2 separate regions of the Zea mays genome follow, and region 2 is linked to region 1. The links are chromatin contacts, called in public Hi-C maps. All regions are on one chromosome and are shown on one strand. The core of a region is the stretch at or near the end of the contact, and the rest is flanking DNA. Distances in the headings are between cores, read along the strand shown. Region 1 holds the start of LOC103627688 (aluminum-activated malate transporter 9). Region 2 holds the start of LOC100282003.

The links. A called contact is a pair of places that touch in the nucleus more often than the background predicts.
Region 2: a contact with region 1 is called in a Hi-C map of tassel, with 5 times the contacts expected there. The contact joins the promoter of LOC100282003 here to the promoter of LOC103627688 in region 1. A contact is called at or near these places in 5 of 25 Hi-C or Micro-C datasets (ear, leaf, root tip and 1 more).

The regions. Positions count from the first base shown.
Region 1 is chr5:212,812,605-212,815,304 of Zm-B73-REFERENCE-NAM-5.0, forward strand. LOC103627688 (aluminum-activated malate transporter 9) reads left to right here and starts at 1,431. Exons shown (of 6, transcript XM_008647981.3): 1 at 1,431-2,162; 2 at 2,511-2,648. The coding sequence starts at 1,760. It overlaps LOC100276488 (Fcf2 pre-rRNA processing protein), which reads right to left and starts at 1,221. Exons shown (of 5, transcript NM_001150262.1): 1 at 791-1,221; 2 at 636-696; 3 at 174-248; 4 at 1-52. The coding sequence starts at 1,023.
Region 2 is chr5:212,984,276-212,986,975 of Zm-B73-REFERENCE-NAM-5.0, forward strand. It overlaps LOC100282003, which reads right to left and starts at 1,411. Exons shown (of 2, transcript NM_001154917.2): 1 at 1,146-1,411; 2 at 344-1,011. The coding sequence starts at 1,350. The coding sequence ends at 809. It also overlaps the pseudogene LOC100193351.

The DNA of each region.
Region 1 (2,700 bases), core at 181-2,680:
TTTTCAGCCTACTTGAGTAGAACTCAGATGCAGGCTCAACAACCGTACCAACCTAAAGCCAACATTGAAATATTCAGTACGTCAGCTACAGAAGAGCTAGATAAAGATTTCCACATATAAGGATTGATAAAAAATGCTGAATAAATCTGCATTATGGTGATTACTCTACTTACTTGGAAGTACTTGGGAAGGGCCTTGGACTTTCCTGCCCGCTTGAAGTGCCTTTTTGGGTCAATTACATGCCTCAGCTGCAAAAACAGATGGCAACCATACTATCACATAAGCATCCCAAAGGATAAACCAGGATCACTAAACACAGAATACCAATTGAGTTGAGATAGGCACATCTAACACTGCTTGAATCTCAAGTAAAACAATTCCAGTTCTTTCTTGCAAAAGTAAAAGAGCTTCGATCAGATGGTTACACTGTCAGATGGTTGCAGTAAACTGCTCTCCATGTTCGCCCTACTAGTCTCCTACACACTGATCCAAGGGCAGCTGCACAGGTATGTTTTGCTTGCTTTATCATACGTTGGTCCCGAATTTCTTGACAGCATATTGTCCGTTAATCCGTTTTACAGGCTATTATGGCATCCTACAGCTAGTAAGGTAACTGAATAGGAGTAACACCACACCTGCAAAATCTCGAGATCCTTCTTCAACTCGGGAGTGATGGTCGGCGCGGGCATGTCGAACCTGAGAAATGCAGCAGCAAAGCGCACATGAGGCCTACCATGCGGTCGCAATCAATCATGAAAACAAGGGTAAATTCCGGAAAAAAAAAACTGACCAGCCCTTGCCGGCGGTGTCCTTGACGTTCTTCCTAGCCAGCTTATTCAGCTGCCTAGGGTCCCTCGGGGGCACGAACAGCCCGTCCACGAGCTCGCTCGTGCGCTTCCAGAGCGAGCCCTGCGCGGTGCTCGGATCCGGCGCGTGGTCGATCTTGCTGCCGCCGCTGGTCGTTGCAAAGGAAGGAAGCTTGGGAGCCCATGACAGGCCGATCGGCGCCGCCGTCTCCGACATCGGGCGTAGCGCGGTGAGTTCAGAAACTATTACGTCTCTCGCCAAGGTATTGTGTTAATCCGCCGCCGCGGCAGCCGGCAGGGTTGGAGGTTGGACGGGAAAGGGAAGAAGAAGCGTGGCGGCGTGGCGGCCGTGGGACGGTGGGGGGAAAGCAGGGGCTGTGCTGTGAGACAGAGAGGAGACTAGGGCAGGAGGTTTAGCAGGCTCGTGCGTTCTGGGCCATCAATTCAATGGTTTCCGCGGGCCAAGAAAATTCTACGGGCCGTATTATGTGATCCCGAGTTCCGTGCGCGATGCCGTCGTGGCCTCGTGAGTCACACGGCGAGTCGACGACGGACGACCACGGCCACGGCCACGGCCACGGCTTGGTTTCATCAGAGTTCAGTAAATTCAGAGCTCAGAGCACAAAGACAGCAGCCTCTGTGTCACGTCGTCCCGTGTGGAGGGGCGCAAGACTCGGTTTAGGCCGCGCCTCGCCATCGCTGGTGCTCGGCTGCTCGCTGCTGTGTACCATTCGGAAACGAATCCGGACCCTGAACCACCTGAGACGAAACCAAACTCCGATAAAACAGGAGCTCCCGAGCACCCCAACTCTCCTCCGATCGATGCGCGCGCATCCTGTATCGTAGCGGACTGCGGACCTAACCGCGCCCGCCGCGTACGTTGTAGCGGGGCCGGAGAGAAAATAAGGCACGCCCCGCCCTGCGCCGCGGCCGCGCGATCTCTTGTCGAGGCAATGGGGGCGCTGCCGGCGGGCCTGCCGCCGCTGCCGCCACATCTGGGGACTCTGCGATCGACGCCGGATCAGCGCGGGGCGCAGGAGCCGCTGCTAGGGCTCGACTGGAGCGTCGCCGACGGTGACGGTGGCGCCGGGGAGCAAGCGGCGTGGGGGGTGGGTGACGGTTCCGCGAGGGGCGTCGTGGGGCGCCTGCGGCGGGCGGCCAGGGCGGTGCGCTCGCTGGTCGTCGAGATGTGGGAGTTCGCGCGCAAGGACCCGCGGAAGCCCGTGTTCGCGGCGAAGGTTGCCGTGGCGCTCGCGCTCATCACGCTGCTCGTCTTCCTCCGCGAGCCCAGCGATATCGCCAGCCATTCTGTATGGGCCATACTCACCGTCGTCGTCGTGTTCGAGTTCAGCATCGGTACGTTGCTGCACCCTTGCTTCGCGATCGCCGACGTTTCCTCTCTCTTTCCCGAAACCGTTAGTCGTCGCCGTCGCCGTCGATTCGAAATCTCGGTGCATGACTGAACCATGTCAAATTCCCTCTATGAAGATCATTTTAAAAAATCCCTCTAGGAAGATATATGGTCAGGTCACAATGTTTGCTAACCTTTGCAGCTATGTTTGATAGAGTTATATGCTACTAGGACATACTCATTAGTCATTACCATATTCCATGAGTCTGAACAACCTCACATAAATGAAAACATGTTTTACTTGTTTATTTTTACATATTCAATCTCTAACTCGGTTTTTTAATGTTAAACAGGTGCAACTTTGAGCAAAGGGTTCAACAGGGGATTGGGTACTCTTATTGCAGGGGGCCTTGCTCTATTGGTCGCTGAGCTAGCGGCACAAATGGGAAAATATGACATGTTGGTCCTCATCATAAGCACTTTTGTAGTTGGTGAGTACTGGAAATTGCTGAGATCACTAAGTGTATAATGATATTATGATAT
Region 2 (2,700 bases), core at 161-2,660, 170 kb after region 1:
CTACTTGTGTTGAAGGAAAGGAAGTATGTGCTTGGCTTGCGAGGAGGGGGCATATTTCTGTTCAACTTTTCTTACGGGTCATGTTACTTGTCATCTCAGATTACACAACTTTAGGTATTTCTGTCTTTGTGAGAAAAGTACCAAAATAGTTTCACATGTGTTTAATTTGAATATTTTGTGTGCCGTTGCAACGCACGGGCACATACCTAGTTATATTTATAATTTTAGATACATAATTAGACAAATAATTTCATATATATATATATATATATATATATATATAAACATATATCACAATTCTGAATGCTCTCACATAATAACATCACATAATAACAGAATCATGAGTATTGTAGATAAAAATATACTGGTTGTTATAAAATCAGTTCCTCAATCGAGCCGTTATCGTGCCTACCCTTTAACCGGACCAGATTCATGCCTGCATCGTGGGCTAGACGGCCGGCCCAAGCCCGGCACAGCTATCGGGCAGGCCAATCCGAGTACCGTTTTAGTCGGGTCAGGCCATGCTTATGCCGGGTCACGACTGTGCCGGATGACAGGCCCACTGTCAGACCAGCCCATTTGGACATGTGTACTACTCGTGCATAGCATAACCCAAGAACATCAACAAAAGGGCCATAAACGTACACAGAACACACGACAAGATAGCTCGCCATTAGATTAACTAAGCAACGCAAAATAGCTAGGAGGTCTAGATTTTTCAGGATCCCACACGCAGCCGACCTGAGGCATGGATCGATGGATCTGGACTCTGGAAGTTGGGCGTGGCCGCCGTTGCCAGGCGGGACTACTACACGGCCCTGACGGCGAGCTTCATGCCGGCTTGGCAGTGTCCCCGCACGGTGCAGGCGAAGTAGTGCGTGCCTCTGCCGAGCCTCACCTTGTCGCGCCCGCTCCGCAGCACCCTCGCGCCCTTGTTGGGCACCGCGCAGCTCCGGTACGCCGCCGCGTTCACCACCGCCACGTCGTGCACCGCACGGTTGTAGCTGAACACTGCGCGCGCACAATGCCGGCATGCCGCCGCCCGCCGATCGTCACGGCACGCCGCACGCGTAAGGGAGGGGCACAGGCAGAGAATATACGCGCGGAGGAACAACAGCTTGTCGATATATATATGTACTACGTACCGAGCACGTCGCCGGCGCGGAAGGTCCTCCCCTTGGCCCACCTGTCGACGTTGAACTTCCACCCGCCGTAGTCGCCGACCATGTACGACGCCGCCGCCTCGGCGACCGGCGGGGCACTCGTCGCCACGAAGAGGCCGACCAGGAGCACCAACGCGATGACGCCGCCGCCGCCGATCGCACCACCTCTTCCCCGAGCCATCATCATCACCGCACCGGGTATTGGAAGGGACGACTGGGTGATCAGATTGGTTGCACTTGCACCACACAGTAGCAAGAGCTCGCGCGGCGGCGCTGCTTTTTATAGCGCGTTCCGCCTTGGCCAAGGCGGGTGCAGTCGTGCAGACGAGGCGAGAGTAGTGTGGGTGCGTGAACCGGCGCTCCGGTAGTGGCGCGGTGTGCTGGTGATGCATGCACAGGCAGCACAGCCAGCCGCGCTAATTAAACCTGGCTAGTCGGTGGGCGCGAGCGATCGAGCGTAGGGACGAAACAAAAAAAAAATTGAGATGTGGTCGTAGAGCACTCCGGAAAGTAACATGGTGTTTGGTTCGAGGAATGAGTCATCTTCTCACTCACTTTTTTGTTTGGTTTGTGGAGCGAAAAGAGTTGATTCATCACCACCTTATTACTCGTAGGTAGTTAGTTGGTACCATCAAATTTAAGGATGAACTTATTATGCACTATCTCATTTTGAACTCAGTGACTATTTAAACCAAACACCTCTAACAGGGTATTTGATTTTACGAATAAGCTAGTTCAATCATCTTTTTTTATTTGATTTGTGAAATAATATAAGTTAATTTATTACCATCTAATTCCTCATAGTTAGTCAGTTAGTTACGAGAAATAGAATCATCCTATTAAATTTTAAGGAATACATTTATGATACAACACCTCATGTTAATAGAATGTTAAATAGAGTGATTCCTCAACCCAACTTCTAATGTGCTCGCAGGCGCATCTCCCAACGCATATGGCCCGAACGGGCTGATCAGCTAGAGCCTGCATCCGCCGCCGAGTTGCGAGGATTAGCTGAATGCCTGAAACCGAAAGCAAAATCCAGTTATCTTTAGCTTCCGGTTACAAACAGTTCAGTTGGTCTCGTCTCAGCGAAAGTGGGTCCTGCGATCTGAATCTAGCAATGCCAGCTACTAGCATGTGGATATGAATATTGAATCGTGCAAAAAGGTTCTCTATAGTCCAGATGCAAGCTTTATCATCAGGGACCTAAAATGGCAGCCAAGTCCTCATTGCGTTGCTGCAAAATCCACCTTTTGAGTAAACTTGCCGTGGACGCGAAGGATTATTATTGTTGCTGCTGCCTGCATGGCAACCTTCGTGTCAAACTGTCGACGGATCAGAGATCCATGATGGCTCTAGTAACATATTTACAGCCCTAAGGATGTCCACGGCACACCGTGTACATAGAAAATTTACACTGTAGATAACACTATTTGCAAAATAAACTTTAAAATAGATGATGAGATAGATGATAAGATAGTGCAGCTATTGGAGATAGCTAAGTCAAGTCTTTGATTTACACCATACTAGCCGTAGC